Regions from separate parts of the Rattus norvegicus genome. Here all the other regions are linked to region 2. A link is a contact called in public Hi-C data. All regions are on one chromosome and are shown on one strand. Each heading gives the region's core, a stretch centred on a gene start, on an enhancer-like site or on the middle of the called end of the contact. The rest is flanking DNA. Distances are from core to core; before and after follow the strand shown. Region 1 overlaps Zbtb20 (zinc finger and BTB domain containing 20). Region 2 overlaps Zbtb20 (zinc finger and BTB domain containing 20). Region 3 overlaps Zbtb20 (zinc finger and BTB domain containing 20). Region 4 overlaps Zbtb20 (zinc finger and BTB domain containing 20). Region 5 overlaps Zbtb20 (zinc finger and BTB domain containing 20).

Region 1 (5,217 bases), core at 2,405-4,904, 140 kb after region 2:
CATCCCTTAGCTTATCATTCAAACTAAACCAAAAGATTATTTCCCCTTGGATATAGATGTTTGGGGCGGGGAGAGGAATTTTGCACTAATTCTTTGGATGGACGAATCTTACTACTTTGGAGACAAGGGCGATTTTCATTATCTGTTGAGCCAGAATATGTAAGGAACTCTAGGGGTTCGTTTGGTGATGTCTGAGAGCTTGCCATACTGGCTAGAACTCTGGGTTCTAGTGTTAACACAGTTACTGCCTGTTTGTGATTTATTGCTCCGAGTTCCTGGGCCTCAGTTTTCTCCCTTGCTGAATTAGGGGTGGGAGAGGCTCATCTCTAGGTCTTTTTCCAGCTTTGTATTCTCTGGGTCTGCAAATCGCCTTCAGTGTCTGCCGTAGTCTGCCTTGCCAGCTCTGTTTGTCACAAAGATTAATCCATTTTCACTGTACCTCGGAGTGCACCCAGGAGAGGAGGATGGATGGATTGTTTTGCACCCTTTATTGCATCAGAACTTTTGCCTTTTTAGACAAGATTGCGCCATGCCTAAAATCTGTCTGCCTCTCTGCCCACTGACTTTGTCTGTCCTGATCTCTTGCCATGGTGCCTCTTTTTGCCAGCATCCATCTCCCTCCAAGATGTAGATTCGGCCTCTGACTGTACCTGTCTTGTTCTCTGCAGCATCTGTCTGCTACACTCCTAGACCATCGTTAATAAACTTTCACACATGACACACAAACCCCCGGTATGCCGGCACCTGCTTACAAATATCTACATTTCCTAAAACTAGGGGAGAAAACTGCATTTTTTTTTAAAAAAAAGACCTCTATCTAGTGCCATTTGTGTCTGCACTTTTTGTTTAGTTGTAAGTTTTAATAGTTCCCCCTTTGAGGGTTTGTCAGTACGAGCAGTATTGCTTATCAGAACACACCAACAGTCTTTCTGTAATATTCGCTTTCCCCTCTGGTTCAGCCGAGCCTGCTGACAGATCATTCAAATTCAATTGTTTTATGTCTAAGCCGAACAGCTAATTAAAGTAGGGATGATTAACCTGACTGGCAGTGTCGCTCTCCCTCTTGCGCTCTCTCCCTCTCCCTTTCTCTCTCTCCCTCCCTCCTGTTCCAATCAGTCTTTTTCTCACACACTCTCTCTCCTCTCGGTGTGTCTCTGTCTCTCCCTCTCTCTCTCTCCTCCCTCTCTCTTCCTCTCTCTCAGTCTCTCTCTCCCTCCCTCGTTTGCGCTCTCTCTCTCTCTCTCTCTCTCTCTCTCTCTCTCTCTCTCTGTCTCTTGCTCTACTGTTTTTTTTTTCCCTCTCTCTCTCTCTCCTAAACGTGGTCTGCTTGCTGATGGCAGAATGGCACTCGGAGATTTGTGCATTGTGTCTGGTTTCCTACGGGCAGGCTGACCCAGTGCCTCCAGGGACTTATCAATAGACCACTCAGAAGAGACACAGACAGGAGAGAGGAGGAGGGGTGGGGGGAGAGAGAGAGAATCAATATCAAGAATAGAAGGAGCTCCGAAGCCATTTTTTTTTTAAAGAAGTATCGGGACTTGGGAGAGGGTGACAAAGAAGGTTTTTCAAAGAGGCAGTGGAGGAGGTTCTAATAAATTTGGAAGGAAACAGTTCCCTGTCTTGGGAAAAGGAGAACTCCTGACTGATTAGCATTCACACCAGGTATGAGATGTTCTACCCCTTATCACTGTGTCGCAACCGAGGTGGAAAGGCTTTTTTTTTTAAGGAGACTGAGGGAGCATGTATTTTGCTGTGTTTGTTGTTGGGGGGTAAGAGGGGCGGCGTGAGAAGCTGTGGCATTTGTGTATGGGAGCAGGGAGAATGGAAGCAGTACACGGGGGTGGGAGAGAGTATGGAGTGTGGTACTGTCTTCCCTGTCTTTGTGCACCCCTGGGGGGTACCCAAGTTCATTTCTAGCAGGTGGATTTAGACGGGAGTTACTTAACGCTTGACCGCCAGTTTTGAAAAAAAAAAAAAAAAAGAAGAAAGAAAGAAAAAGAAAAAACGCTGCTTCCTATGTCTGTTAAAAGGAAGCTCCAATTTCTCTTCTCTCTCTCTCTCTCTCTCTCTCTCTCTCTCTCTCTCTCTCTCTCTCTCTCTCCTTCCCTCCCTCTCTCCCTCTCCCCCCTCCCTCTCTGTCTCTCCCTCTCCCCCATCCGTCTTCCCCTCTCTCTTCTTTTTTTCCTCTTCTAACCAGACAGCGGGAGGGTTCCTGGCTCCCAGCCAGCCCAAAAGCCTCTAAGTGTTTTGCACTTGTTTCAGGGAGTAGCTGCCCGGGGATTTTTCAGCATTTTCACTGGAGAACAAAGAGTTCTTTACAAAGGGAGGGGGGGCTTAATGTCTGATATATGTTTTTCTATTTTTATTAGTTTTTTTGCCTAAAAAAGAAAGAGACAGGAACAGAACATTACTCTATAAAGACACAAAGACATTCAAAAGAAACCTAGTTATCTTTTCTGTCCATCACCCCTACATATATACATAAAAAATTAAAAGGAATGACTAATTAAGTTGGCTGTGTTGCTCTTTTCTCCTCCTCTAGTCTTTCTAAATTCAACTGTTCCTCTGCCCGCTTTGCTGCTCTTTCCCTACTCACAGGAAAAGTTGCTCAGGGTGCATCCTCTCTTAGCCTGTCTGTACCATTTTTGTGTCCCCGAAATCTTGTTGAAGAAAGAATGAGAGTCCATCAAATAATTAATTTAGTGGCAAGAACATCCTCTACTTTTGCCACTTGGGTAAAAAGTTAATTATGGAATTTGGGCTCCCAAAATACCAGTGGGGTACATCAGTTCATTTGATCTCCCAAGTTTTTGCACCCATCTGCTTAAAGGGCATCTCTGTGTCACTTGTCAGTTATAAAGAAAAGGTAGTAAGGGAGAAGATGTTTGTCATTTATATTTTGTTTCTATGATATAAATTATCAAACCCCCAGAGAGATTACTTATCCCATCTACGATATATTAGTTCAAGCAAAATATAGTCTAGACGAAGGTTTTCTTCAAGAATTCTGATCGCCACGTAGCTTTATATTCTGTTTGATGTTTTGCCTATGCGTGTTTATTTCCACTATGAATTTGTGTTTGTAGCAAACATTCCAGAATGCTTATCACTTTCAAATTAATCCTCTAACAAAAGAGAAGGGAAATCGGGATGTGAACTGTGTGTGCAAAGTATAGTAAACAGTGTTGTCTTTTAATACATGCTGAACGTTTATATTTTTATACTAATATCCTTGACTTATAATCCCAGGGAAATGCTTTCCTTCCGAAAGTTCTGCTCTTAATGTGTTTATATTTTGAGTGCCGTTTGGTAATCTTTTGAGGTACATAATGGACACTAAACTGAGCAGAGGGGAAATAGCTACACGCGCCACTACAAAACCCCGAAAAAACAGACTAGGCTGAGCACCTAACTGTGGCTCAGAGAGAAGCAACTACAACTGTCGTTCACGAGTCAGAAACTCTCTCCTTCTCCTCTTCCTCCCATCTATGGAAAAATAAAACATGTTCATTACCCCTGGGTCTGACCACTGTAAGAAAATCTACAGGCACATATATTTTCCTGTATGTATGAAGTGTGTGTCTCTCTGTGCTTCTAAAGGGTACAGTGCTTATGGGGCAGAGGGCAACGCCTCACTAGTCAGCCCTCCCGGCTGGGAGGTCTGAGTGCCTTGTGTTTGAAGTAACTTGATAACAAGGAGTCTTTTCGGGAACCCTTCTATGTGTGTGCTCCCTCAGTAATGACCCTCAAATTAAACCTGGCACTGGGTGGCCGAGCTAGCACTTGACCTCATGGAAAGATACTAGAAGTAAGGGAAGTTTGGGCAAATCCAAAATTTCTCGGGTAGGTCACTTCTCACAGTTTTGTGTTTTCTTGAGGAAAATTCTTGAATTACACTCAAATGTCTATATTTTTATAGAATTTATAAGGCTTTTAATGGTGCTTAGGAGCAAACGATCCTAAAATGAAAGTCAGTCACTAAAAATAAAAGAAACTAAGTCTTTAAAAAGTTTTAGCTTGAAGGCAAGAAAGAGGCTCGGGGATTTTTTTTTTCTGCCCTTGCTCCCCACCCCCCACCCCCCCACATACACACACTCTGCTTGGTTTCTTTTTCTTTTCTTCTCTTTTTCCCCCCTCTCCTGAATCCTTTTGTTGCTGCAGCTGTTGTACCTGCATATTTTGGTGTGTGTGTGTGTGTGTGTGTGTGTGTGTGTGTGTGTGTGTGTGTGTGTGTGTGTGTCCTCTCCTCACCCTTCATCTCTCCCTCTCTGCTGTTTGGAGTGGCCAGAGTATTTTCTGAGGGGGACAGGGGAGAAGTAGGAAGAGGAAGAGGCTGTTGCTGAACGCGGCAGCCCCCCCACCCTGATCCAACTCAGGCAGCTCCTGTCAGCTAGCTGTGCTGTGAGAGAGGACTGTGAGAGGTGATCGCTGGCATTCCGGGATTCTTCGTAGGTCTGACCTGAGAGTAACACACTCAGAGTCGAGGAGAAAGGGGAAAATAGAGGAGGAAGAAAGAAAAGCTCTTTGAGCTGGAATACACTGGCCCTTTCTTCCTGGAGGCAATCCGCTCTGGTTCTTGGCGACGTGTCCTGCACTATCAGATATCATATGACTTTTTATTTAGATTTCTTTTTGGAGAATGGCCTGTTAGGACTCTGTTTGTTTTCTTTTATTTAATTTCCTTCTCCCTTCACCCGCTAGTTTTGTGTATCTGTGTGTCAGAGTGTGTGCACGCATGCATATGTGTGTGCAATTTTTATCTTTGTTTTTGTTCTGTTGATCTGATGCTTTATTTAAGAACAAAGCTTTAATTATTTCAGTATAGTGGTTTAATCATTTGCCAAAAAGAAACCTCATTCCAGGCTTTTGGAGGGTGGGGGTCCATTTTTAAACACACCCATCAACACAGGAGGCCGCAGCTCCCAGTGCCTGCTGGTCAGACCTTGGCCCACTCCCCACCCTCATTTACCCTCCTCCTCAGCAGCATGCACAGCAGCGTGAGGTAGGAAACACCTGTGCGGAGCTGTGAGGGAAATAAAAGTAGAGGCGACTTCTTCAAATCTGGGCTCCTGCTTTCACTTTAATAAACTTTTTTTTCCGATCCTTGATTTTTTTTTTCTTCTTTTTGGCACCCTCTGTTGAGCTTGAAAACATCAGAGATAGTTAGGGTATGTCTGTGGCGCTTTTGTGAGGCCAGCTGAGCACCACTGGAAAGTG
Region 2 (5,292 bases), core at 1,747-4,246:
GCTGGGTGTCAGCATTCATCAGCCAGATGGTCAGACCTGCAATTAATCAATTAGGCTGGGACGATCAACTGGACTAAGTTTTCCCCTTTGGTAAAATAGCCTCATCATGTGGTCAAGGCCAATAGCATTTTTATCCTGTTGCTTTTGGAGTAGCTTCTAAAAATTCTCTTTTGTTTTTTTCTATTTTTTCTTTTTTCTTTTTTTTTTTTCCTGAATTTTTTTTTAGGCCTCTGATTACTGGACACTGTCAGGCTCCAGTATATTTTGGTAACATAAATTCCCCAATCAAGGGGAATTTCACATAATAGATCATCAGCATCCCGTGTTCACCTTATAACCGTGAACATCCCATATACCAGCAAGCTCTCCAAACCAGCTTGCTAAGCAATACACTCAACTGATCTGCTGTAGTATTTCTTCTGGATCTACTCAATCTGGTGGGACAGCAATGGCAGAACTTCTCTGACTCACAAAGGTGATAAAACGATCTAAGAATGCTAGTGATAAAAGTAGTGTATGATACACTCATCATCAGACAGGCATAGCTATGACAAAAATAGACAAACACCAACTCAGCCTTTGTAAGACTCCAGTTAGGATGATACGGTCACCCCCCTACACACACACACACACACACACACACACACACACACACACACACCTTTGAAAGAGAGGGAAAGAGACTAGGAAATTCATTGGCCATGCAGTAGGACACTGGACATGATATGCTCTGGGATAGAAGCTACTTAACCTGCCTTGCATATTTCCTTAACATACACAAACGTGTGCATCTGAGGGATGAAAGCTTGGAACGCGTTCTCGCAGCTCCTCTTTGAACTTCCTTAAAGTTCTTCATTAGTGTTTCTCTACTCCGATGTCTCATTCACTTCCTATACCACACAGCTCCAAACCCCCACCTTTCCCATCATGTCGAGAATTGCCAGTCTCCAGCACAGTAGCCTCATCTAGATATGGTATCTTTCAGTCTGTTTTACGTAGTTTTTATCAGTTGATTTACACCATAGCTTGCCTGTCCATCACTGATTTATTTTAACTTAGATTTTACCCCTCCTTTCATTTTGGCTTACCTCTAGCTGTATTGCAGTGTACACTAAGGAGGGCTTCAGAATCCTGGTGGTCACTGTCTAACAGAGTCTTACACACTATATGTGTTGTGTAGAACTAACTACAAACACAACGCTATGGTCCCTGGGTGTAGCAGGGAACCTGCTGCGTCTTTTCGCCCTGAGCTCTTTTCTGCTGTCAGACTCAGTATAGGGAGTGCTTCTTTCTACGTTAATGCTTTTTGTGCAGCTTACATAAGGACACAGTCAGCCCAGACATCCATCCTTGATGTATCAGTTACTCTGTCAGTTATATTACTTTATGGAGTACATTACTTCTCTCTGTAACTGCTCTGCTTGCTTTTTGTTTTGCTATTTAGCAATTGGGAAAACATCAGAATACCAAAACAATATAGTATGGGAGTAGCTGTTTTTACTTGAACCTATAGCACATGGAATAAATAGGTGCTCGTGTAGTAATAGTAACCAGCATGCTTTAGCCTTCAGAATCTGTTTTGTTCTTCCGATGATGTTGCCGTTCTTCCTGCCGTTTGTGTTGTTTACCCCCAGCTAATGAGGATCTTTCATTGTGGCCTGCAGTATCCTGCATATAACACAGTGGAGTCCTGCCACCTAGGTCTGCTTTCTGCTTCATTTTGCTCCTGACCTGCCCCCCCCCACCCCCAACACACACACACACACACACACACACACACACACACACACACACACACACACATCCCAATGCTATTCCAGGCCTGGCCTCTCATGACCAGGGACTGCTGACTCATCCTGGCCTGTGCCAAGCTGTGCAGTCGCTTAGTGATGTGGACAGGAGTCGAAGGACTAGAATGAGCTCACTGAACTCATTCCACTTGTTGCTTACGGTACAGTCCAGCATGAGCTGGAAATGTAGGAACCTCAGCCTCCGAGCAGAAAGAGTAAGTAGATTAAACACAACCCCATCGTCAAGTCCTCATCAAGCAGGGGACGGTGGTGGGTGGGGGCTTGCTTTTCATGGCTCTTGGCCGTGGCTAGGGCATTCTGGGTCATCAGGACTTTCCCTTTGTCCTCTTTTCTTCCTCTCCTCCACAGTTGCACCCTCCCCCCCCTCCCTGAACTTCCCTTCTGAAAATGTCCGGATGGTAGAGCAATGATCTGGGCAGAAATGAAATTTTGTTAATAAGCAGCCTCCGCACGAAACCCTGGAACACAGACTGTGAAACTGCTTAGAGTAGCCTGAGTACTGGGAACTCACATGAACTTCCCAAGGGCATGAGAGAAGCTTCCCCACCTTCCTTCTTGAGTCTTTTTCTTTCTGTTTTAAGAGAGGTAGTTTCAGGAGTCATGGCTGCATTCTGGTGTGGTGCAGAGTTTTCCGTCAGGAGACAATAATGTGCATTCCTCTGGCAGGATGGATAGGGTTTGGTTTTTTTTTTTTTTTTTTTTGGTGTGTGTTTCTCTTGCTGTTGTTTATTTATAAGACATTTCCTCTCAGTTAGTGGAAGTTAGATCGTAAGAGGCTCCAGTGATTTTCCTTCCACCTCCCCTCCCTAATTTCTGTGCTTCAGCACTCTGGAACACTGTGAACTCAACAGACTAATCAGAGCAGGGAGCTTAGCAGCCAGGCCTGGACACTCTCAAGAGACTGTGTGACTCTCAGCCGTCACTCCCTGGATCAGGAACCACAGTCCTGGTGAGTGGTGGCTTCCAGAATTTGATGTATCAAGGATTCTATTCTTGGTGTCTCTGAGGCAGGCAGGAAATAAAGGGTATTTTAAAAGGGGAGAAAAAAAAACATTTAAAAAAGCCTGCCAAACAATCAGAGTGGTGAGGATTTTTAGTGTGTATCGCTGAGCGCACTCTGGACAAGGGCAGAGCCTTGAGGCTCTGCTTCGAAGCAGCCTGCAGGCATAGGTTTTGCTGCTGCCACAGAGGGCTGTCAGCCTTGACATGCCTAGCAAACATGCTTGTGGGAGGAGGAAGGTAGGTGAGTGACTGGGGCAGGGAGGAAGAGCTCAGGGTGGTGGGAGGGGGAAGTGAAAGTGGGAATAATTATTCAGCTGAAGTTTCTTTCCCTCTGCTAACTTTTGATGCATTTCTGTTCTGAGCAGTTGTGCCATGCATACGGCGAGCTAAGCCAGTTGAAACTGTAGTAGATGAGACACATAAATGTAGTGAGGACTCTTCCTTTACAGATCCCTCCTGAGGGCTGCTCTGACTTCAGGAAAACCGTGTGTGTCACACCCTATTCTTTATTCTGTACTCATGGAACTGAGCAGAAGAATGCAGTGAGACGCCTTATATGGCTCCAGGGAAATTCATCATCTTGACAAAGGAAACTGATGATTGTCTCCACAATATTAAACCCAAATATAGTGTTGTCCTCAATATAAGAGGAGACTGATTGAGTGGGCTCCGGAAAGTTGTCAAAGGAATGGAATGGGGTGGGGGTGGGGTTGCAGCCTGATCCGTCATAGCCAGCAGGGACCTTCCGGGTTGTTCTTGCTATGCGCACCCTCCCTGGAAGTGAAATGTCAGGTGGGTGGGCTTGTCTGCTGCCGTCAGGCCACTACTTTGTAGCTGTTCTAGACATGCTCCATCTTACCTTGCCTTCTCACCTTTCTAATGTCAAGTATTCAGCATGTTCTAAGATATTAAAGGAAAAAAAGAGAAAAAACAACAACAACAACAAACAAACAAACATGGTGGCCATAAAATTATTTGGCTGTGTGGCATCTTCTGAAGTGAATTGCTCTTTGGAGAGGGGAAAGAGTCTTTGATGTTCCCAATATGGTTCTCATAGGCTAAAACTTCCCAGAACCACAACCCAGCCTAAGGGGCACTTACTCAATATCCTTAAATATTTGGGAAGAAATGCTATGTTATTGTCTTAGCTGTCTTTGCTATTAACACATTGCCAGTAGATTTCTTCTAGGGCAGAGATGCTTTAGTAATAGCTGATTTAACAGATGTGTGTCCTGGGTGTCTGTTTGTGTGTTCACCTTTGTTCAAACTGGCACAGTGATTCAGTGTATAACATTGACACTTAGCTCTGGAATTTTGTCTGCCGTGTTGGGCGATTTGGATTCTTAACCACAGAACTCCTGCATACTCATATGTCCCAACTGCCCTCAGACACTGTGTACTGCTACTGTCACATTAGGGTTTGTCAGTGACCTCTAGAGCAAACTTGACTTTGTCACACAACTTTTATAGTTTCCAAGGTTCATCAAATTTGTTAGCTCTCAGTGTGAAAGAAAGCTGCTTCAGTAAGTTAGGGCCAGGCTGTTGTATAGGCTATATTTATGTTAGCCCATGTTAGTAATTAATGGACTATCCATATTGATTACATTATGGGGTATTTTTATTTATTTTGTTATTTTCTAAAAAGCATAACAATCCAATTGTGTTATGAACTTCCAAACATGGCTTAAGAAATGTCGGAGCTCAATGGCCATACAGATCTACATGGGAGTCTATGGCTCTCTCTGCTAACACACCCAACCACACAGACTGAGAGAGAAACGCAGTCTATACAGGCTACATTGAAGACAGCTGGCTCTATTAACACTTGGAAACAGTTTATTCTCAAGAACTATGACTGTACATAAAAATTTGTAAGCAACTTTAGGTGGAGAGTATAAACACACTTACCTAACATTATGCCCCAAGAAATTATATTTTACAAATCTAATCTGCCAGAGAATTTTTTCTTTTATTTGCTGAGATCTAGAGTTCTACATGGTCATTAAAAAAATGTGGTGAGCTGATGCACATAAGAAGTTAGACTTTGATTAATGTGTGTCCGCGTGCGTGAAAGAGAGAGAGAGAGAGAGAGAGAGAGAGAGAGAGAGAGAGAGAGAGAGAGATCAAAGAGAAAATGGTGTATTTTGTAAGTTGACATAGTTGCATTCATATTACCTGGTATTTTCCGTACTTATATAATAAGCCTTTATAGCATACTATATTCTGTTTTTCAGTGTTCATCTGAAAGTTTAAATTTCATTAAATTAATGAGAATTTATGTTTTAAAAATATTTTTTCTTGCAAACAAATTTTAAATGGGGTTATTTCCTATATATTATATTCATTTAATTAAGCAGTTACAACTATAGACAAAGAACTTGCCCAATAGCCAGCTTGTGTTTACCCCCATTAAGAAACTTTAACTTACTCAACTGCCATTAAGTGAGGGTAAATCACCTTAAAATAACTGGTTTACATG
Region 3 (4,928 bases), core at 663-3,162, 190 kb before region 2:
CCAAGATAGTTGTCCCTATGGAACTGTTATTCTATGCTAGTGCATAAGTAATTCTATTGATTAAACAATATAGCTTCCAAACCGGAAGGCCTTTCTCGGCCTCACTCTGAACCTCCTGTGTGGTATCATTTGTTTGAGGTCTTATTAAAATGTAAATAAATTATGCGCAGCACACTTCCTCTGTTTACCCAACTCACCGTATTGAAGCGACTGTCTTGCTGGAGCACAGATTGATATGTAGTGTGTTTCTGTACTGAACCAAGGGAAGAGGCGTTGTATGAATATTTAACAGAACCTACTTCATGACAATTTTTAAAAGTATTTTATGAATTGTAGATAATCTGAGCCATGGGATATGATGTAATTCTGCATACCAGAGTTCATAGAAGGAAGATAACTCCTCAAACAGAATTGGATTAGGCTCCTGAGGAATATGTGTTGGGGCTTTTATAGCACTTTAACTTTATCCCACGTTTAATTGCGCATATTACTATTGTAGTACTGCAGTAAATGTAGCAGGAATGGAAATACAAAAGGAAGGATGCCTCCTAAAACAATTTGTCTTTACTGTAATGCACATTTTTCTCTAATGTTTTAGATTCAAATATGCCATTTTTGTTTCTCTTGAGAAGCAATTGCTAACCTCTATAATTTCAGAGAAAATTTATAATCTGTGTAATGCTACTTTCTCAATATACAAAATTAGAATTCCCACAGGAGAAGATTAGATCAAACAAAATCTATGAAATCACAAGTAATAATAAGTTACTTAAAAGTTGATAATATCAAGCCTATGGAATATAGTGCTACTTAATTCATTAATGTGTTAGTTTTAGAAACAATTAGTGTACAAATTGCTCATTTCTACACTACACAGAAATGGTGAGATGAAGAAGCAATTTAGTGATGTACAATAAAGCGAATTTGGCAAAATGAAACTGGTAGTAAAATTTACCTTATTGGAGGCTAGAAGATGTTTTAGTAGGTAATGTGCTGACCTCATAATCCTGAAAATCACCCTTGTAAGAAGCTGGATTTGGTGTGCATGTCTGCTTGATAATCAGAATTAGAAGGACGCCTGTATTCTGCAGGCCAGGCTAGTCAGCAGGCTTGAAAGTCAGTGTGAAACCTTCTCTCAAGTATAAAATGGAGAATGATTGAAGAAGAAATGGGACACATGTGCACGCATATACAAACATACACTCAAAACATGCATCTCATTGGAATGTTATCTTAAATTACAGTAGTGCCGATTATTATTGTACAATCAAATTATTATTGTCGCTTGTAATTTTTCTTATACATTTCTATATTTTCCATCGTTTTCTTTCATGATTCTTACTGATATTCATTACCTTTCTTCTTTGACAACTGTAAATACGCATATGAAACATTCTAGTTACCCGCACCCCACCCTGTTCTCTCACCACTGTCATTCTGTCCCCTTGCCTGTCTATTTCTCACATTCATAAAGTCTGGATTTCGTCTTATGAACCACTATGCTTAATGAGGCCCATCATCGTGGCTGTGGGTTTTGAACTATTCATCAGAGCCTTCTGAGCTTACTCTGAGTACACAAATGAAGTTAATGACTGCCTCTCCCTTAGTGAGTTAATAATTCACCATAGTCAGGTGTGGCCGAGTGAATCTCCCAGTCTGTGACAGACGAATGACAGGCCCATACCCAAGGCAGGCAACTAAAACTGCTCTGAGATCCTGATTGCAGTGGCTCTATCTTGTTCAGAAGGTAGCATTTCCTGTCCATTTTTCTATCTTGCAGCTCTTACATTCTTTCTTCCCATAACGTTCTGCTCATATCTTCCTACCATCCCTCTTCGGCAGTGCTTCCTGGATGTTAGAGCGGACAGTTTAAGTATCCTGTTTGTAGGGCTTGGCACTCAGTCATCGCTTGTGAGCACACGAGTCAGCAGACTCCACAGTTCCCTGCGAAGAGAAGCTGCTCTGGTGAGTCTAGGTGTAGCATGTCTCTGTGAAGAAATATGACTATCAAGAAAGAATTTTATTTTTGGTTGTGAGCCTAGCCTTTAACGGCTGAGCCATCTCTCCAGCCCAAGAAAGAATTTTAAAACCATGACTCTAACTAACTAAAGAGCTGTAGTAAGTTTCCATCTGGACCTAAATCTTTCTGTTACAGTGTTTTGACTGGGTTTACAGTACTTGGCACGAATGCCTTTTTTGTGGACAGACCTCAAGTCCAATCCATACAGCGATTAGGTATCACCATAACAGTCACTGTTGTACCAGTGGACAATTCTGCTGGGCAAATTCGATTTGGCATTGTTGTTTGCAAGATCACAGTTGGCTAGGACATTGGTGACTTTCACCCCAGGGCAGCCTAAATTTCACCTTTTGTCACTATGAAAGCTATCCAGAAAAGAAGCTTCCAGATCAGTTTCAGCTTGATTTCTCTATATCTTGTAATGAAGTATCTTCAGCAATAGAGTTGCTCCAGTTCTAGTGGACAATCAAAAGGAATGGTAAGATCCTGTATTTGGCAGGAAAAGATCCATGTTTAATGAGAAACTGTTGTCTCAAAAAAACATTGAGGTTAAGATCAAATCAGGCAGACCACAAATGCCAGCCTTCCACCCATGTACATGGTAGCACACCTGGACACACATGTGCACACATATATACCACATGTATACAAACATAAAAAACTCTTGTGTTTCTTATGTTACGTACATTAGGAAGCATTGGACTCTCACCATATACCTTGGAAAACATGCAGTACAAATACTAAGGCTAGGAAGAGATATAGACATGAGGCAATGCACTATTTTTGGAGTCAAGAGACTCAGATCATGCAGATATTCCACTCTGGTTCTTTAGCATGTATGTAGGAACTCTGTTGGAAGGACTGCAATTATTTCAGGAACTTTTCCATATATTCTGTATATATGGATCTTTTGCTGTCGTTAGATGATGATGAATAATAGGGGTATCTAAAATATAATTACTCTTTGTTACTGGTAAAAACAGTTATCACTTTGAGATTCAGTAATACACAGCAGAAGAAATATCTACCTGCTTTCCCTAAGTGACTAAGCACCGATGTTCCATTTTGGAGGACCCAAAATCCATTCAAGCGTTTGTCTCCATAACCTCCTAGTAGGAGGTGGAGGCTCAGAATTTCATTATAATAGTTTGATATTAGCTGAGTGAGAACCATAGCCCTCAAGGGGATAAGCTCCCGTCATGCTCCATTTTCCAGAATACTGATACTTTGAGCAGTGTGTGTGGAGTTTCAGAATTTGATTATGACTTACATTTCTCATTTTTCAAGTAGAAACAGTAATCCTTATAGGTACAAGTTCTTAGGAACGGTGAATAGATGATAGCTGCTGTGTCTTCATTAATCAAGGTTATTGAGTCTTGATTTCTCTGAGAGGTTCTAAGTGTGAAACACTAGTGTGACTCAGAAAAATCCAATTTCAGAGCTAAAATTGTACACATTTTGTATTTGTTCTACACACAGTTTTCCTACACTTCTTGGTCCTTTGAGTACAAGTTTTGAAGTTTTCTAGTAACACATTCTACATGTTTATTTCATCTTATGTGATATCAATTATTTTGTAATTTTATTCATATCATAAATATCCTATGTAAGTCTGTTCTTAAGGGAATTTTATTATGGATCTTCACTTAAAGAAATAGTCACCTGTACAATAAATATTTTTCTCCCTTCCATATATGATCTTCATAATTTATCTTATTTTAGTTCCTATGGAGTTTATACCCTTAATATAGTCTTTAAAAATATGCCTTGAGGGGTTGAGGATTTAGCTCAGTGATAGCGCGCTTGCCTAGAAAGTGCAAGACCCTGGGTTCGGTCCTCAGCCCGAAAAAAAGAAAAAAATACGCCTTGAGCGAACCCAGAAAATTATGCAACATGAAGTAAAGTTCATACATGCAAACCTTAATCAAAGTTAGTATTGAGACTTAAAAGAGATCTCGATGGAATGAATTTATATGATATGAAGTCTAGATTGTTTGTTATGCTCTCCAAAACTGATTAAAATAGTCCAGCTCAGTATAGCTGTAAATTCCTCAGCATTTCATGATGACTCACAATAATAACAGCCCTTCTCAGTTAATAGAATCTTTCAACTCTGCATGTATATGTGTATATGTGTATGTATACATGTGTATACAAATATGCATATATATGTAATGTCTTTGTCTTTTGACTTAGATCTTAATTTATTTTACTTATTTTTCCCTTTTATCAAAAGTAATTTTTGATACAATATATCTGGATTGCAGTTTCTTCTACTTTTCCCAGTTTTTCCCATCTTCTCTCCTATCTTGATTCACTCCCTTTCTGTCTCTTATTATAAAAGAACAAGCTTCCTGGATCATAGAGGGTTAAAGAGACTGAATAGGAAATCAAAGAACCTCCTGGATGGGTCCCTAGGAGGTCCTCTTAATATGAATTATAACTGTTTACCTTGGTGTTCTTATTGGACTCCTCTTACAGTGGGAGTGTGTTTGTGGGGTGGCAGGTGGGGGGCGCTCTGATTCTTTTGCCTGATTTTGGAACCCCTTTCTGCTGGATTGCCTCTATAAGGGTGCTCCCCCTCCCATCCACTCTCTCCCACTTCACCTCTCTAGCATCCCCCTAACCTGGTGCATCAAACCTCCACCAGACCAAGAGCCTCTCCCTGCACTGCTGTCAGGCACAGCCGTTCTCTGCTACATAAGTATCTGGAGCCATGGGTCCTTCCCTGTACACTCCTTGACTGGTGGTCTAGTCTCTGGGAGCACTGGGTGGTCCAGCCAGCCCGTGTTGTTCTTCGTGTGGGGTTGCAACCCCCCCCCCTCCATTCCTCTAGTTCTTCTGCCAGCTAGCCCACTAGATTCCCTGAGTTCAGCCTGATGCTTGGCTTCAAACATCCACATCTGTA
Region 4 (4,661 bases), core at 1,224-3,723, 210 kb after region 2:
TAAGCATACAGGGGACTTGCTTGTATAGTTTATCCTCACGCTGAAGTGCAAGAAGTGCATACTTCTCACGTCTGAATAGTGTCTCATGTCTGACTTCTCTTTCAACATAGAGTAAAGCCTGGGCCAGTAGAGCAGCCATGCTCGGGTGTAGCATGATACCAAGGTGGCTATATTCTTTGCAGCTCCTACATTCTTGTGCTGCAGAGAACTCTGACCTAAGAATTGGGGTCTTTCTTGGAAATTGCAAGGAAGTCTACAGTCACCTGTTTAGTCACAGAAAAATATTTCATCTTCTCCTGAGCTCCAGAGATGGGGTGGACTGAGTTACAAACCCAATAGTCTGTGCTGTTCAGTAACTGCTTCCTTACACAAACAAAAGAAATAATCCCTAAGGTGGGAAAAATATAAAAATGTGAACTTTGAACCAGTGTGCCCCTTCCTGGGACGGCTGGCTCTCCGTGCCTGTTCTCACTGTTTGAAAGGTAATGGTGAAGCAGTGCTGGATTTGAACACATTACCTGCGCACGTGTTCAGGCCTGCCTACTGACTCACTGTTGTGATAATTAAATGAGATGGTGTATATATAGGGTCTGGCACAGCAGAGCTGAGTATGTCTACTCAATTCACTAAGATTTACTGAGCGTTCAGTGGGTGTCGCTATTCTGGGCACTGCATTATGTAGCAAGGAACACAAACAGAGCCCCACTTATTCAGTTTCCCTGCTCTATAAATGGCAAACAGACAAAATAGATTCATGGAAGCTAACAGGACTGATGTGATTGTATTTTGCTTTTTCCTTCCAGAAAGTATTGAGGACCAGGGTAAAGGAAATGCTAATGTAGAGGGGAAGCAGTAGATGCCAACCCATCTCCCATTCCCTGTCCTAAAGCATGATCCAGTGGCCTCTCAGGACTCCAGTGCCTGGGCTCACATGTTCTCAAGCTTCCCTTAGAATCGGGCCAAAGAAGACTTCCTTCCGGGACAAGCAAGCAGTCAGACTATAAGGCCCCACCCCAGGGCCATGCTGACTCCTTCACAGAAGGTGCCTGCCCTTGCCTTCCAGTTTAACTGACTCAGGAATGAGATCCACAACTCTCTGTTGTTTTGTCTCTAGAGCTTCACCATGCCTAGAGTGTCCGTTAGTCTCACCTGACCTCGGGACACGGACCCTTCATTCAACTCCCTTCAGTTAAAACTTTCACATGGGCCATTATTTCCTGCCAGCATACTGACAGTGGTGAGGCAGGAAAGACACTGAAAAAAAGATTGTAAATCAGCCCTGCCAAGAAGAAGGGGGGAAAAGATTGAGGTAATAAAATGCTTTAATCATGAAAACATTTTAAATTAATGTGAGAATACTAGGCCAAGTCATGGAAGGATAAATTGTAAGAAGGCGTGATAAGCAAGAGTCCTTTAGGTTGGTGTCCGTGAATAGGCCACAGTGTTCAAGCTGATGGGCTACTGCAGCTTGCTTGACCCTCAACGCTGAGGACCTCTCAACACAGCCACAGCAATGACGTGCGTGAGCAGAAGGGGGCGATAACATTCCTTCTCCATCCACAATAGTTAGCCCTGAGCCAGACATTCAAAACGCTGCTACGATGAAGAAGCCTTACTCACAGCTAACGTGAACACCACAGAACTAGTATTTTTCCAAATGCTCCACTATTGAGCACTTGGTTCTGGACCAGCACTGTGCTAAGCACAACCTGCCTCATCTCCTTTATTCTTACCCACAGCCCATAGCTGGAAGAGGCATCACTGTTCCCATTTTATAGATGGGGAAGATAAAGGCTCAGAGATGCAGAATACCCTGTCTTGGGCACATGGCTACTAGCTAGTGGAGCTCACTTTTCCTAAATTCCACTCTCCAGGTAGGAGTGTTGGTAGCATTTACTTCATCCCCTCTGCCATCGCCAGGCACTGTACAGTTAAGGAGCAGAGTACATAGGGAAATGGTTACGACTCCAAAAAGGCATCACGATCTAAATTATCTTGATCCAGCGACTGCGTAATTATTTATCAAAGGGAGGTTCTGACTAATTCTTTCCTATCCAAGCAGGCTGATAAGCAGAAAGCTTGTTAATGTGCAGACGAGGGTGGGAGCCCAGTGGAAGGAGAGAGGGAGAAAGATGGGAGAGAGCACTCGCCTCTCAACAGACCCTGGAGACTGATAAGAGCTCACATGGATAAAATATTTATTTTTCCATATGTTGCAGAAAGCAGTGCTGCCACTGTGTGTGTGCAGTGTGTGCGAAGGAGTGTGAACTGTATACATCCAACACCACCGATCTGCCTAATTTCCATGCATTTAACAGGCTTAATACCTAACAGCGCGTCCATATGTTTTAATGCATATTTCTCTGCACAAACAATATGGTCTAGTTCGGGAAGAGCCAACATCCTCCACAGCCTCACTCACTGCTATGTTTCAGCCCTAAACTTACTGCCGGGGCCAGCACAGGGAGAGTTAAAAGCCAGAAGGTTCTGCTGGCTAGCACAGCTGCCCTTCACCTTAAACGCCTTCCTATTTCTTAAAGCAGCCTTTTTCTCATAACAAAAATGTTCACAGTGGGGAGATGAAAATGTTTTTGTTCTCTTTGGACAATTGGGACATGTTCAGTCAGAATGTCAGAACTGACCGTTGAAAGGCGGGTGCCTGCGGCCACACTTTTTTCTCTCTTTCTTTCTTTCTTTCTTTCTTTTTTTTTTTTTTTTTGAATGCAGAGCTGCACCAGAGTGGCGGGAGGAAGTGCACAATGATTGGCCTGTTTTTCTGTGGAAGTGTTCAGGGTACACCCAGCTTTGCTTTGCATATATTTACGAAACATCTGCCCTTTTCTTGTTCTGAAGTCTCTCTCCCTCACAGCCCCATTTCCCCTCTCCCCCGGGTTTTTCTTTGTTGTTGTTGGCTTCTCTGACTTCTTCGAAGTTTTCATTTTCCGGTCGAGGGGCGACCTCATCAGAGTGTATAATTTTGAGAGAGAGGGAGAGAGGAAGAGGGAGAGAGAGAGGGGAGAGAGAGAGAAGAGAGAGAGAGAGAGAGAGAGAGAGAGAGAGAGAGAGAGAGAGAGAGAGAGAGAGAGAGCGAGCGAGCGCACAGCAGTCAGGGAGAGAACAAACTTGAAAGAGACTGCGAGGCCAGAGAGAGCTTGGCAAACCAACCTTTGGCATGGTGACCAGGAGGAAGGTTCTGGTAGGAGTTTAGGCTCTGAAATGCTGCCTGGAGTCAGCCAGTGTACTGCTGCCCTCTACAGGAACCAGGGGATAGTGCAAGCTACTCAGGCTAGTACAGACTTGTCCTCAGATGTGCCATGTTTGTACAATCCTTTTTGTGCAACCAGAGAAGGCATTTTCGGTTAATTACAAGAGAGTTTGCTCTTTCCTCCTGATAAACCACAAACTGAAAAAAATGGGTCATAGAACAGCACCTGTGCATGTCAGACAGTCTGCCGCTTTGTGTTAATATTTCTTGGCTTCAGAGAAAGGAATCCCAAAGAATTATGAAAGAGGTTGGGATAGGAGAGGAAATGCTACAACGGACAGTGTGCAGTGCTCTCGGCTGTTGGAAAACGGCCATGGTAAAAGGAGAAATGAAGTGATAGGAAGCAAGAAGGGGAAGGAGCCAGGTAGGTTGGTTTTGAATATGTTCTACTCACAGAGGTGGCTACAGTGCTCCTGTGCCGTGGACAGCCTCCAAAGGTGGGACGCCAAATATCAGGCAAGGGTCAAAATCTAATACAGGACAAGAAGTAAGGGCATAAACAGTGCAATTTCTCTAGGGTTAGAACCACTGGGTGGCTTTGCAGTGCGCCGGTGTAGGAGTGTACCCTTAATTCTCTGAACCACATTTCAAAAGCTAGCTGAGGCTTTGTCTGTAAGTATTAGGGACCATTTTCTTTTCTGCCACATGATAATGGCCATTGGTGTTTTGTCCCTATATTTAGGTGAATTACCAGGACCAGCCACTCTTATTAAATACTCTTCATGTAATCAATGACAAAGTAACCAATCCAGGTTGATTCTACTGCTGCATAAAACGAGGAAGTTTAATTGAGATTCAGACTGGGACTGGTCTCCAGGTATACTTAAATTTCAGCTATGTTTCATTCCATCAGGAAACAGCTCTTAAATGGCTGCTGTGTATACGTTGCCCTGATTCACAATATAGAACAGACAGTAACTCCGGGAGGACAGGACCCAGATTGCTCAGCTTCTGTGGTCCATCACAGCCATGTAATATCTGGAGGATGAGTGCATGGCTGAGTGAATGGGGAGGGGAGCAGAAAGGCAGAGTGAAGAAATGGATGAACACCAGAAACCGGGCAACTACTAAGGTATCCCATTCCACAGAAAGTCCATTCTCTCAGAGAGCCAATAGCACGTAACTAGCCATTACTGGAATAAGAGTTAGTAAGATAAGAATACAGCAAGCAATGAGGAGTCTGAGTGCTGCAGAGAGGAGCCATCCTGTCTGAAAGAGGGGAATCACAGCAGTGTAGCATGGACATGGCATTTAGTACGTGTGAAGGGTTTGTCTCATTTCGTTGGCAAAGATGAGAAAAGGCAGTTCAAAGCAGTGACAGTAATGAGCGAAGGTAAAGAGCCAAGAACGTGCATTCCAGGACTCTGTGAATGATAAACAAACACCAAGGTGGCCG
Region 5 (4,747 bases), core at 430-2,929, 220 kb after region 2:
TTCACGAGATGCTCAAACAGATGATTGGGTGAAAGCTCTAGAAAACCTTGCAGTAACTAAAAAGAAAGGTTTCCCCACTTCCACCTTCCATTACTGCTGAGTGGAACAGTTTTCTGCTCCAACCATTCTTTCTTGTCTCATCGTCTTCCTAGGTCCAGTCTTTGCCTGGCAAATACAGCATATGACTGTTAGTATAGCAAGGAGGCAGTTCTTGAGACATCCAGCCCCCACACATAGTGCTCCCAAGCTCCTCCCCTGGGAACGGAATGATTTGATCAGCAGCAGGCAGAGCTGGCCCAGGGAAATAAGAGCTTGGCATAGAATCTTAGGGCCCTCCTGCTGCAGGGGCCCTCAGGAGAGTTGCTTCACACCCACCCTCCTTCGACTGGCTGGACAGTAAAAAGATGTGAGAAAACAAATTCCTGGCCGAATGAACAGAGCACTAAGTGAACGAGAGAGGAGTCCTCTGCTCCTGAAGCCTCTGCCATCCACTTGAATAGAAAGGCTAACTTTGAAGGCACTCTGTTCTCCTCGGCAGGATTTTGTATATACTCAGCTTCGGAATATGGTAGCCATCTGCCGCCAGCACATAAGACTAAGGAAGTGTCGGGGTGGGTAGGAAGAGGCTGGGAGGGAAGAAGAGAGACACTTAAAATGAGCTAAGGATCTGCTTTGTGTTGGAGTCAAGGTTTCAGAACATCAGTCCCATACTATAAGAACAAAACACCAGTGTGTCTTAGGCCACACCAGGCGCCGGCACATCAGATAAGGCCCGTGCTGTGTAACGTTCAGCCACTGAGCTTCGAGAAGTTCTGAAAGTGAAATTAGAGGAGCAAACCAAGGAAGCCAAAATGGGAAAGTGCTTAGAGTAAAATATGATCAGAAGGACGCTGCAGATATGTGTCTTTGGGGTTACAGTAGTTCAAACATGACTCTACTAATTAAAGACTTGGGGAATAGTCTAAATCCGAGGAACTTAAAGATCTTCAGACTACAGGGGAGATGTCTCCATCCACTGCAAAGGCATTGTGAAGCCTTTGTACAGTCACAGGGTGAGAGTGACCGAGCTATTGTGCATTGTTGTGCACTTAACCACTGATTAAGAGCCGCAGATCTCGGTCCTGGCGGCAGGAGTGGGTGGTCTCTTACAAACAAAAAGGCCTAGTAAGCCAAGCCGGTAAAGCCAAGAATGGCTCTGAAAAGCAGTGAATAGCTCAGAGAGCTTCCTCTTTCCCTGATATTATCTGTATAAATTACCAGTTATGGCGCAGAATCATGTTGATAATTTATATACCAAAATGGCATGCCAGAGAATAATAATTAAGCTGAGATGTACACTAGTGAAAAAATTACCCCAGTGAAGTTTACTTCTGAGAAAGATTAGCTAATTAGCCAAGGATGACATTTGAAGGCAAGTCCCCTTCTACCCTTAATAGTAGTTCTGTCTCCACTTTGAGGAATTAACAGGATTGCAAGGCAGAAATATTTTCTGGCATGAAAAGGAAAGAATTCCTTCAGAACTATAAGCAAAGTGAGGCGACAGTGAGAGTTGTGGAAAAGCAGAAAATCAGATCACCACGCATAGAAAATAGTTGCAAGAGCATGTCGACCTCAGCGCCCTGGAATGACCAAGCCAGGAAATAGTTGTTGGCTGTACGAGCTTTGGCCGTGATTCCTATCTGCCATCAGAGACGAGTCACACACAGCTGTGATGCAACCGCAGTTGTTCTTAATGTCCTCAGTCTGTCTCATGCACACTCTCTCATCCCAGGAGCCCAGTGTGCCTTAAGACTCTGTTCAGCTTCTCCCAAGACATCCCCGTGGAGCATAAACGTCTTCATTTATAGATGAAATAACTGGTCTACAAAGGCACGACTCAGTTCTCTGCCTTTAAATGGGAAATGATTAATAGTCATGATGCTGACCCAGCACGTTGTGCTATTTTTCACGTTATTTTGGGCTTCTCAGACAAAGGACATATTTTATCTTTCTCATTATTATTTTTAATTAGTTTTCAGAAAAGTCAGGATTAAAAAAAAAAAAAAGAATCTAACAAATATCCCATAGAGATATTTGGTGTTCTCTCTCTTTTCAGGAATAAATTACAATCTTCTCTGCTTCTCTGTGCTGGATCTCTGCAGATAGTCACAGTCTCATGCCAGCTTTCAGAGGAATAAGGGCTCATTCTAATGGCTGGATCACAGTCCCTTCTGTGAAGAAACAGCCTTTGAAATTCCTGTCTGGACACTGAATAACTTGTTTTCAATTTAAGAACTTTTAGCAGCTTGACCTGAAAACTTTTAAACATTACTAATATACAACCTGGTTGTGAGTTTAGCAATAAATTTAGACCCAGTGTGTGAAAAGCCAAAGAGAAGACTAGTGGCTTTTATTCTCCCTGGTGACCTGCTCTAAATGTTGCATATTTACTTTGTAAATGAGGACACCCAGTGGCCAGCAAGTGAAAATATTCTAAACAATCCTCGCCACTGTTAACACAAACATGACGAACAGCTGTCAGCACGCATTGACAGAGGCTTCCAGCATCTACCACCAAGCACTGCTTTCCTTGGGTCAGGCAAGGGTTGAGCCTGATAATTTTCTACCTCAGGTCCCAGAATGTGTGTCTCTTTCCCTTTTGTATAAGCATGGCTCATCTTTGGGGTCCACTGAATCTTCAGTGGCAGAAGGGCCTGGTAGAATATTCCTTAGGACAGATGGAGTCAGGAAGTTGAGAATAACTTGGCACAGATCAGAAATAATAAACAGATGAGTGTGGTTTAAAAGAAGTGAGGTAAATTCATAAACCAATTGCTTTAAACCATAAGTTCATAGTGAAGAGAGAACCACGGTTATTAACTAATGAGAGGGCAAGGAAATTAAAAACAAAACCCAAAAGGAAAACCAGACGTGGGCCACCAGAGATTAGAAGGACCTCCTGGAACAACGGGTAGACTCACCTCAGAGAAAATGGACCCTGAACTCCTGTGCTCTCAGCCGTGTCTGTACAGTGTAATGGAGAAATAACCAGTCACTTAGAGAACACCTACCGCTTTGAGGGAGTGTGTGGGACAGCATCAGAGATCCAGTTAGCAACCTGTGTTCTTTCAGTTGTAGTTATAGTTGTCCTTGTAGTTGCATTGGGTAAGGTAGACATACACAGTAAGACAAGTGAAAATGGAGGAGGCATTAATTTACTGTCATTATAAATTATCTAGTATGTGTATAGAGTACAGATTTATTCCTAAACATTCTAGTATGCAAACCATTTCCTTGTTTATCTCAAGAAAGTTAAACCTAAGACTGCTGTGTACACGGTTTATATAGAAGTCAAAAGAAGTCTCAGGACTGTCTTCCCATCCCCAGGTTTGTACAATACATGGGAAGTCCAGGGAAGAGGTCAGATCCTTGGTCCATCGTGAGCTTTGTAGTTGCCATTGCTCAACTCTCCACAAAGATGCAGCTGAGTCTGGTCCTTTTGAGTTCTAGGAATTGTTTCACTCACTGTGATTATAGGTGCCCTCAACAGGGAACCTAAGTCCCTAAGATCACTATTGCTCGTAAAGTAGTCAGTGCCTCTTTGTGTCTAGTCCCCAAAACTACGCAAAGCCATTCCCCACAAAGCGTTAGGTACGAGTTGATTTCCTTCAGTTTTGTTTGTGAGAGCCTTTGCTGAGATAGGGTCTTACCACATAGCTTGAACTGAGAAATCTTCCACCTCAGCCTCCAGAATGTTGTAACCACAGACATGAGCCACCATGTTTGGTTGCCTTTAATATTTTAAAGGAAGAAGATGATTTTTCTTCTCAGTAATATCACCTCAATCTAATTTCAAGGCACCAGACTCCCTTCCCTCCTTCATATCCTAGAAAGAGCTCAAATTAATTCCTTTTAGAAGACCAAATTGAGAACAAAAACCCTTCCTTTTAGGGATTAATAAACCCTGAAACCACATCTCCCTTGGATGAGGGAGACCATGTCCCTCAATACTTCCGACCTACAGGAGGAGGAAGAGGACTCTTCTAAACTTTTTCTCATTCTATAACAACAAACTAAAATTTAATAGTTCTACTTATACCTCCAAGCCAGTGGAAAGCAGGAAAAGAAAGAACTCAGCATACACTTGAGTAATCATGTGAAATGTCCCAGGAAAAGGAGAACTTAGAATAAGTTTCATGGAAGGTTGTAAGGTTTGGTGAGTGGGAAAGCCCACTAACTTCAGAACTTGTTATAAAATAGCAGGAGAGAGTGTGGGATGAATGCAGGCGGGAGACCATGACACAGTGGTACTTCACTAGTCTTGCACATCCTAGAGTCCATCACCAACCCCCAAGTGAGCCATGAATACAATATATAATATATGTGGAAACTGGCAAAATGACCAGGCTCTTGAATCAGTACAAAGATTCTGTTAGGGAATACCATAAGAATCAAACCAACAAACGTGAGACAAGACTGTAAGAACATGGGTAAGGAGTCGTAGAGCTCGGTCCTTCTACTCTAATCCATAAATAATATTGGAAATATTACAGAACAGGGTATGGAGATAGAATAAAATTAAAGCAAAGTACTCCTTATGAGCATGACGGTGAAGAGTGCTTTCAGCTCCACTCGGTCACCAGTGCTTCCTGAGGCTTTCGAGCTCTATCAACACTTTTCACTTGCCTAGCATCATCATCTTAGCACAAGAAAGGAACCAGAGGTTCATTTTAATTTTTAGATTTTTACATTTGAAGATAATTTTCCT

The links. A called contact is a pair of places that touch in the nucleus more often than the background predicts.
Region 1: a Hi-C map of Schwann cells shows a contact between it and region 2, with 2.9 times the contacts expected there. The contact joins two enhancer-like sites. A contact is called at or near these places in 2 of 12 Hi-C or Micro-C datasets (Schwann cells and frontal cortex) and 1 of 1 datasets of contacts at active chromatin or transcription factors (oligodendrocytes).
Region 3: a contact with region 2 is called in a Hi-C map of kidney, with 2.4 times the contacts expected there. The contact joins two enhancer-like sites. A contact is called at or near these places in 2 of 12 Hi-C or Micro-C datasets (Schwann cells and kidney).
Region 4: a Hi-C map of liver shows a contact between it and region 2, with 2.5 times the contacts expected there. The contact joins two enhancer-like sites. A contact is called at or near these places in 5 of 12 Hi-C or Micro-C datasets (the A7r5 cell line, the Rat2 cell line, kidney and 2 more).
Region 5: a Hi-C map of the A7r5 cell line shows a contact between it and region 2, with 1.7 times the contacts expected there. The contact joins two enhancer-like sites. A contact is called at or near these places in 4 of 12 Hi-C or Micro-C datasets (the A7r5 cell line, Schwann cells, liver and 1 more).

Annotation. Positions count from the first base shown.
Region 1 is chr11:70,692,953-70,698,169 of GRCr8, reverse strand. All of the region lies in intron 6 of Zbtb20 (zinc finger and BTB domain containing 20), which reads left to right. Among named protein-coding and RNA genes, the nearest start is that of Mir568, 140 kb to the right of the region's middle. Within about 2 kb of position 3,654, at least 46 of the 93 cell types and tissues checked have an H3K27ac peak or open chromatin away from gene starts, as enhancers often do. A contact at or near this core is called in Schwann cells, where this site is marked.
Region 2 is chr11:70,831,040-70,836,331 of GRCr8, reverse strand. All of the region lies in intron 5 of Zbtb20 (zinc finger and BTB domain containing 20), which reads left to right. Among named protein-coding and RNA genes, the nearest start is that of Mir568, 270 kb to the right of the region's middle. Within about 2 kb of position 2,996, at least 71 of the 93 cell types and tissues checked have an H3K27ac peak or open chromatin away from gene starts, as enhancers often do. A contact at or near this core is called in the A7r5 cell line, Schwann cells, kidney and 1 more, where this site is marked.
Region 3 is chr11:71,025,150-71,030,077 of GRCr8, reverse strand. All of the region lies in intron 3 of Zbtb20 (zinc finger and BTB domain containing 20), which reads left to right. Among named protein-coding and RNA genes, the nearest start is that of Zbtb20, 270 kb to the left of the region's middle. Within about 2 kb of position 1,912, at least 7 of the 93 cell types and tissues checked have an H3K27ac peak or open chromatin away from gene starts, as enhancers often do. A contact at or near this core is called in kidney, where this site is marked.
Region 4 is chr11:70,625,618-70,630,278 of GRCr8, reverse strand. The region is part of intron 7 of Zbtb20 (zinc finger and BTB domain containing 20); the gene reads left to right. Among named protein-coding and RNA genes, the nearest start is that of Mir568, 68 kb to the right of the region's middle. Within about 2 kb of position 2,473, at least 52 of the 93 cell types and tissues checked have an H3K27ac peak or open chromatin away from gene starts, as enhancers often do. A contact at or near this core is called in the A7r5 cell line and liver, where this site is marked.
Region 5 is chr11:70,605,558-70,610,304 of GRCr8, reverse strand. The region is part of intron 9 of Zbtb20 (zinc finger and BTB domain containing 20); the gene reads left to right. Among named protein-coding and RNA genes, the nearest start is that of Mir568, 48 kb to the right of the region's middle. Within about 2 kb of position 1,679, at least 58 of the 93 cell types and tissues checked have an H3K27ac peak or open chromatin away from gene starts, as enhancers often do. A contact at or near this core is called in the A7r5 cell line, Schwann cells and liver, where this site is marked.